Linked DNA regions of Sus scrofa: region 2 is linked to region 1. Evidence: chromatin contacts called from public Hi-C data. All regions are on one chromosome and are shown on one strand. The core of a region is the stretch at or near the end of the contact, and the rest is flanking DNA. Distances in the headings are between cores, read along the strand shown.

Region 1 (4,143 bases), core at 846-3,345:
CCAATGAACTCTTCCCCCCGAAACCATCAGGTATTAAACTAAACTCCATCTGCTAGGGAGAAAACCTTTCTGGAAGCCTAACAACGTTGTGTGGGGCTCAGGATTCAGACGGTTACAAATTCTTGACTCTCAGTAAAGTCACTAAACATGACTGTTAGGAACCGCAGGACTTTTTAAGTAACTACTTCAATGAAAAGTTTAAATGTCTCTCATTATCTTCTGATGATGGATATACAAAAAGTTACAAAAGCATGTTTGCAAAAAACTGAGCGCAAGAATCAAGGATGGATGAACTGGCACCACACTGTAAATCAACTACACTTTAAAAGCAATTTCTTAAAAAGAATCAAGGTAGGATGTGTGCGAAGGAATGCGACTAATCGACTTCACATGTGCGTCCTTTAAGTATACTTGTTCAGTGTTTTATGTGAAAATCTTATAATTCTGTCCTTTCATGGTATCTCTCCCTTGTGGTGGCCAAACGCTAGAATGCATGCTTCTCTCTTGTTTTAAAACTATTTAAACATTGTGGCATTTCACATACATTGCAGTACTAATATCAATACACAGAAAAAGAAACTGTTACACTCTTCTTAATAGACAATGTAATCCACATTCACGATGCATTTCCATTCCGGAGGTTTAAAAAGACCCAACGTGGATTTTAATTATTTTCACGTAAACAAATCAATTACCTTTAAACTTTTACCAACCAAGCTCTGTAGAGTTAATTCAATGATACAGAAAAGAAAGTGAAACTGACCCTAAATAAAAACAAACAAGTGAAAACGATTATTCATATCACCTAAGCACTTTGAATGAATAATCAAGTCGAAAGAGTAGAATTACGTTTAAAACGTACAACTAAAATTTGAGACGCCACTAAAACGGCTAAGAACCCAAAATACTGCTGCTACCTCGGAAAAGAGGCGTTAACTAGTTTTTCAAGCAGTTTTACTGTTATTTGAGCGTATTTACTTTAAATAACCAACGTGTGCGCCTACAAACAAGTAAGCCCTAAGGCTTCCCTGAATATAAAAGAGCTATTCAACAAAAGTAATCTCAATTGCATTCATTATAGCGAGGTTAAAGTCCTAGACTGTAAAACTTCTGTCCCGTCAAACCTTCACCTCTCACATCTGAAACTCATCTCCCTCTCCCCCCAACCCCCGCCAGGTAAGTTGGCTCCCCCTGCCCCGAAAATAAAGAACAGGACCAGGGCAGCGCAGCTCTGGGGGACGCGCCGCCGGGCCACCCGGCCCGCCCCTTCGCTCCCCCCGAGGGTGCCCGCTCCGCCCGGCGGCCGGCGTGGGGAACTCGGACACTCCGCGGAGGAGCCGGGGGGACGGCCCCGCGCGGGGGCACCGGCACCGCGGGCGGGCCGGCGGGCATCCGGGTGGGAAACTTTGTCTCTCTGGGGGGTCGGGGAGGCGAGCCCCCGGCTCCGAGCGGCGCCCCGGGGCGGGAGGTGGCAGCCACGCGGGGGGCGGCGGGCGGCCCGGGGACGCCGGGCTCCGCGGTCGGCGGCCGGCACACGCCCACCCCTGGCCGCCCCGTGCCGGCCTGGCCGCCCCGGAGCCGCCCGCCGGGCCCGACCCACGGGCCGAGGGGGCGGGCTGGGCCCGGCGGGGGCGGGAGGGCAGTGTCCATGGCAACCAGGGGGGTCCGGCCTCCCCGCGCAGCCCCGCTCGCCGGGCGCCCCGCCGCCGCCGCGGCCGCCGCCCCCTCCCCAGCGGCCTGGCCCGGCCGGCGGGGGCGGCGCTGCCACCGGCGCGGCGGGGTCCCGGGCGGCCCGCCGCTGCGGAGGGGGCGGCGGGCGAGGGGCCGCGCCAGCCCCCGGCGGGCCGCGCCGGCTGAGAGGCGGCCGGGCCAGCTGCGGCCGAAGCGAGCGGGGCGCCGCGCGGGCCCCACGCCGGCCAGCGGCGGGCGGGAAGGAGGCGGGAGCTTACCTGACCCGGCTCGGCGCTCGCTCCATCCCCCTCGGCCGCCGCCGCCGCCGCCACCGCCGCCGCACACAGCCCAGCCGCCCGGCGGGGGACAATGACGTGCCTCCATCCGGGCACCGCCGCCGCCGCCTCCGGGTCAGCGCCGCGCCCGCAGATCCCCGCCGGGCCGCCAGGGGGCGCGCCAAGGCCGCGCCCGCACGCGCCGCCGCCCAGGGGCCGTCGCACAAGAGGCGCGGCGCGCAGCTAACGGGCCGGGCGGGCGCGGGAGGGGCCGTCGCCAAAGCGCCGCGGGCGCAGGCTGGCGCGCGCGTCACTGGAGCGCCGGCCGGCCGCGGAAGGAGCGCGCTGATTGGCGGAGCCGAGCCGCGCGGCGCGGGCCGGTGAGGTCCTTCCCGAGCGGCGGGAGGCAGCAGACGGCGCGGCGCTCCGCTGCCGCGGGGCCGGAGGAGACGCGGGAGGGCCGAGACGACGCCGCTGCTTCCGCGCTCGGCCGGGCCCGCGCGGGTGAACTGCCCACGTGGGACACCTGGGTGCTCCCAACGGACGCGGCTCCGGGAGACGTCCCTCGGCCTAGCGACCCGGCATTTGAGAACGCCGGACCCAGCGCTGCGCTAGCGCGCCCTCGGACTTCACTCACTGCGCCATTGGAAGCGAGTTTTAAACCCGGCTCCAGAAAAAGCACGGTTTCATCTCACATCGCAGCGTTGCGCGTTCTTTGGGAGCAGCTTGACCAGCGCTTGCTCCCAAGAGCCAGGTGCACACTTGCAGCCGCTTCCTGGCGGTCTCCACCGCGAGGTCGAACAGAGAAGGAGTTGATTGATCGTGGCCATCTCCCCTGCCCAGGCTCCTGCTCCTCCCTGTTCGGTTCCCTGCTTGGATTCAGGACGCGCCACTCCCCTGCACTGACCTGGGTCCTCGCTCCCTCCTCAACCGATCTGACTCCTTAGACCAGGTCACAGCCAGCCTACCCAGGGGCTATAACCCCCACCCTCCTCAAAGCAACCTGCCCTCTCGCCACTCGCATCCTTCCCACAGGCTCCTTTCTGGTGCTCCCCTGCAGTCACTTCACTCCCTCTAAACCTTCACACTGTGGCCAGGACGATATTTCAAAGACACAAGTCAGATGTTGTTCCCCTCCTAAGAGCCTTTAGCCACTTTCTTGGCCCACAGAAAAGTCTCAGCAACTTCGCCTGGCACTGAGGGCCCCCAGTCCTCTTTGCTCTTTTGTGTCCCAGCCATAATACCTTCAAACAACCCACTCTTACATCTGCTTATGGAAATCCCACTCCTGCCTCTTCTTCCACGAAGCCCTCATTAGAATCTTATTACTCGCCTTAAAGGTTGCATGTCTTTTAAAATAGCACTGGGGTTCCCGGGACTCAGTGGAAAGGAATCTGACTAGGATCCACCAGGATGCAGGTGCCATCCCTGCCCTCGCTCAGTGAGTTAAGGATCCTGCATTGCTGTAACCTGTGGTGTAGGTCGCACATGCAGCTCAGATGTGACATTGCTGTGGCTGTGGCACAGGCTGACAGCTACAGCTCCAATTCCACCACCAGCCTGGGAACCTCCATATGCCATGGGTAAGGCCCTAAAAAAAGACAAAAAAGAAAAAGAAATTACTGAAGTGATTGATAAGATATCAGTTGTATGTTTGGAACAGAACACTGAAGTGGTTTGAGAAAACAAAAAGGGGAAAGGTGAATTCCACACCTCCAAAGTTCAGTACCCACTTTGGGAATTAACACTGCAATTTACTTTCTGATGAAGAATGGCTGTGAAATTTCACCTCCGAGGGTCCTGGCAGCACTAATAAGAGATTCGCAAGAACGGAAGAGTCATAGGGATGGACCCAGTCATTTGCTTGCTGTTTCCAAATGACTTTCAGGTGATTGCAGATTGAGAAGGAATTGAAGAGCCAACGGCCTAATATGCACCTGAGCTTTGTGGTTATTTTAAAATGCTTCCTTTGGAAGTCACGTTAGAAGTTTGGCTTCTAACTTCATTTTCCATTTCACATTCTACTGATAAGCTGCCTCTGCAGTCAGCCTCTTAACACGGTAGAGTACGAAGGGTTTTAAAAAACCCCCTTGGCAGTCTCTACGTAGAACAGATTTTTGGGGGGAGAAAGTGTCATTACGCAGCCCTCTTCTAACTCCGTGCCTTGAGAGCAAACTGAGGCCCTTTTCCTCCAAAT
Region 2 (4,143 bases), core at 460-2,959, 70 kb after region 1:
GGTCTTTCTTTTTGGTTCCATGGGGACTGTCCAGGTGAAGAGACACTGGACCATGCCTGCAGTGAGACAACAGCTGTGTCATTTGGTTTCAAATAAACTAACCACCTCTCTTCAAGGCAGAAAGCTCTTAAGACAAAGGATGACACGGAAAATGAGCCACGGAACTTATCTATTTACTCATCTTCAGTGAGAATGAGCAGAAGGTCTCTCCAGATGGAAGACTAGGACATATATGTGCAATAATTAAAAAAGTAAAAGTTGAGCAGGTACTTTCACAAAAGAGGCAATCAAAATGCCCAATAAACATGAAAGTGCTCAACTGATTTCAAAGTCTGGGAGATGGAAACTAAACTGACATTAGGATGCCCCGTACACCGACCAGCTTTGTGGAGGGCTGCCACCATGAGAAATTCGCATGCACTGCAGGTGACAGCACAAACCAGTAGGACTGCTTTGGAAAGCAATTTAGTCCAGTTGAAGATAGACCAGCCCACTGAGCCAGCAATGCCATCGCTTAGAATTTACCTTACATCTCCTCAAGTACAAGAATATTCACTGCAGAATTATTCATAGAGCCCGAAATGGAAAACCAGCCAACGCCCGTGAGCAGTGGCCTGGGAGCTATAACCTTGGGGCACAGCCATGCGAAGGAGCAGCCGACCGCAGAGGGCGAACGCTTCGGGTTTTTTTTTTTTTTTCATGCAGCAAAGCGATTCTTAAAATAATGTCCAGAAGAGGCAGCCAGACACTGCAGGGCACAAACTTCACGCTTCCACTTACACCAACACTACAGTTTAGGAATGGATTCTTAGATGATGAAATAAGAGAGAAAAGCAGGACATACTGACCATGCAAGGAGGGAACTTGGGGGGTAGTTTTAGGAGGGGGCGCTGACAACGTGTTATTCTGAGTGGTGACCCTTGGATTAGCTTTATAATTCCTCAAAATAAGCATTTGCGGGCTACTCGCTTTTCTGTAAGTAAAATTTCCTACTAAAAAAGTTTAGTTACAATAAAAAAAAAAAAGATGGATCTTTTAAGAGAGAATTAAATTACAGCCACTCCGAGACCGACGGGCGCGTGAGGCTGGGGTGGGAAGGGCGATAGGGCCCGGCCCCCTCGGCGAGTTCTGGACAGCTGCGTCCCACCGCGGGGTCCTAGAGGGGCTCCAGCCCGCAGTCCCCCAATTGAGCCCGCCAGGGCAGCGGCGCCTGCGAACTAAGCAAGAGGGCGGCGGGGTGGGGCCGCGGCAGAGTCAGAGCGCCTGCGCGCTGAACAGGCAAGGGATGGAGAGCAGCCCGGACGCCTGCGCACTGGGTTGGTGGTGGGGGAGGGGCAAGGCCCGCCGGCTCCTACCTGCACGTGGCCGGTGGCTGGCGCTGGGTTGTCGGTCCTGCAGTGCACGTTGGGCAGCCGGTACATGCAGGTGGGAAGTTCTACACGGAGAGATGCACTGCCCTCGTGGTAGGGCTTTACCTGGTACATCGGCATCGTGGGACCCAAAGGAGGGAAGGTGGCGAGTGAGGGACACGAACGCTGAAAAACCGTCCAAATCCTAGACGGACCGCAGACACCTCGTTTCCGACCCAGCTACTAGCGTTGGCGAAAGCTCAGTTCCTGTGCTCTAATTGGCCTCTGCTTTCCTGACGTCACGGACTCGACCTTTGACAACCGCCAATCAGCGAGGGGGACTGTGGGAAGCGTTCCCAGCCTTATCCGGAAGTGGCGGGGGCGGGGCGCAGTGTCCGGAGCAGCCAGTGGGCGGCCGGGCGGCCGGTCCGGTGTAGGAGAAGCGGCGCGATCTGTCCCTGGTCAGGCTCTGCATCCATGGAGCGAGCCGAGGGGCCGAGGTGAGCCGTGCGTGCAGTCTCCCTTCGCCGTCGCCGAGTGTAAGGCCCACGGCGTTCCAGACCCCTGGAAAGGAGGGGAAAGTGACTGCGGCGCTGGGCGAGCTGGCGGCCCGGAGGCCTGGGAGGGGCTTTTCTTCGCTAGCCGGCCCCGCTGCCCTGTGGGTGCACCTTGAAGTCGGGGTTCGCGGGGATTCGGCCGGCTCCCAGGCAGGCCCTGCGCAGGCGCTGCGTCGCATCCGTGGATCTGAAGCCGTGGACCTTGAAATCCCCCTGAACGGAATTCATTTTCTTTTTACATGGTTGCTTGCTTTCTCTCTCTTTTGTAAAATTGAGGGTTATTTTAGGGAAGGCTTTAAGGTACAAGCTAATTTGCATGGCCGCACAGTCTTAAAAAAAAACTAGTACTTCTCTATCTCCTTGAGTATGCGATTACTGGCTGGTAAAGTACACGCACTCGGGTTAGCGAATCTTCAGGTAGCGCTTTCACACTCAGTGTCAGATTCTTGAACCCAGAGTTGCCGTCTGTATGTAAATGTTGTATCTCCACCCCTCAAAATAAATATCAGGAATGTACTTGTAGCCTTTGGGCGGAAAAAGGCCAAATATTTAAAGATACTTCTTCCACTTTATTTGGTGTCATCTGCAGTTTCCACATTTAAGACAGACTTGAGTGGGATTCTTTGCAAGGTCGAATGAAGAGAAAAGATGTTTCTTTATTTTACAGGGGTTTACTGCGTATCAACTCTGTGTTAGATGCTGTGGGAAATCCTCAAAGATTTCTCTCCCAGGGAGGCCCCGATGTTCAGTTACATCCATGTTACAGTTTACTGGAAGTGATTAATTTAACACATGGATGAACATTTTTTGGATGAGCAGGAGTTTGCCAGGCAGAGGAAGAGGAGGGGAGTGGTCTGGACACACCTGTGTAGGCAAGGAGTAGTGTCTAAAGGAGATTGGTGTTTACTCTGACCAGAATAGAGGGAAATTGGCAATGGGTACAGGATTGACCAGAGAGAGAGAAAGAGACAGAGAGAATAGATTGGGGTGTAATTCTGACTGGATTTGAAATGACGTGGCAGACAATGGGATGCTAGTAAAATCTTAAGCAGAAAAAGTAGTCGACCAGATCTGTGAATTCTAAAGTAGCTCAGGTGGTAGCATGGAGTGTCGGTTGGAGTAGAGAGAAAGTGGAGAAAAACCAGTTGGAAAATTCTGAAAGCAGGTGCAGCTAGAACTGTGAGGGCCTTTGCTAAAGCAGGAGTATGCAGCCTGGATTTGGAGTGGGGATTCAAAGACAATCAAAGGAATAGTTATCCATTTTGTACCCAGTTTCTAAGATGGTTTTAAAATTTTTATTTTATTTTTGCTTTTTAGGGCCACATCTGCGACATATGAAGTTCCCAGGCTGGGGGTCCAATCTGAGCTACAGCTGCCGGCTTACGCTACAGCCACAGCAATGCAGGGTCCAAGCTGCGTCTTTCACCTACACTACAGCTCACGGCAATGCCAGATCCTTAATCCACTGAGCAAGGCTGGGGACTGAACCTGCATCTTCATGGATCCCAGTCGGGTTTGTTACTGCTGAGCCACAGTGGGAACTCCTCTAAGATGGTTTTGATTTTGATATGAACGCTCTAGGTTTCCCACCAGACTTTTGATTTTTCAAATTGTGTGGGAAATGTTGCTTTCTGCTTTCAAGAAAGAAATCTCATTGTAGCAGTGTTGCAAAAGGTTATTTTAGTTTTTTGGCCAGGCCAGTAACATGCAGAAGTTCCCCGGCTAGGGATCAAACCCAGGCCACAGTCATGACAATGTCAGATCCTTAACTGCTAGGCTACTAGGGAATTCCAAAAAATTACTGACTCATAGCTTGAGGGGGACATAGGTTCCCTCATGGAGCTCCCAGTATAATTAGGTTTTAAATATCTATTACATTTGAGGAGTTCCCGTCGTGCCTCCGTGGTTAACAAGAGCGACTACCATCCACAAAGATGTGGGTTCGATCCCTGGCCTCGCTCAGTGGGTTAAGGATCTGGCGTTGCCGTGAGCTGTGGTGTAGGTTGCAGATGCGGCTCGGATCCCACGTTGCTGTGGCTGTGATGTAGGCCGGTGGCTACAGCTCTGATTAGACCCCTAGCCTGGGAACCTCCATATCCTGTAGGTGCGGCCCTAAAAAGATACACACACATTAAAAAAAAAAAAAAAAAAAAAGAAATACCTGTTATATGTGAGGTACCTATTCAGCAGATTTTTGGACAAACGTTTTAAGGATTGAGGACCACCATGTATATTTA

What was found. Hi-C and Micro-C count contacts between places; a contact is called where the count stands out from the background.
Region 2: a Hi-C map of fetal liver shows a contact between it and region 1, with 2.4 times the contacts expected there. A contact is called at or near these places in 1 of 5 promoter capture datasets (liver), 19 of 47 Hi-C or Micro-C datasets (alveolar macrophages, embryonic fibroblasts, epiblast stem cells and 11 more) and 2 of 2 datasets of targeted methods (alveolar macrophages and skeletal muscle).

The regions. Positions count from the first base shown.
Region 1 is chr3:5,046,232-5,050,374 of Sscrofa11.1, forward strand. It overlaps USP42 (a long non-coding RNA gene), which reads right to left and starts at 2,096. Exons shown (of 18, transcript XR_002342221.1): 1 at 1,950-2,096.
Region 2 is chr3:5,116,293-5,120,435 of Sscrofa11.1, forward strand. It overlaps PMS2 (mismatch repair endonuclease PMS2), which reads left to right and starts at 1,710. Exons shown (of 14, transcript XM_021086081.1): 1 at 1,710-1,849. It overlaps AIMP2 (aminoacyl tRNA synthetase complex interacting multifunctional protein 2), which reads right to left and starts at 1,627. Exons shown (of 4, transcript NM_001244557.1): 1 at 1,356-1,627. The coding sequence starts at 1,490.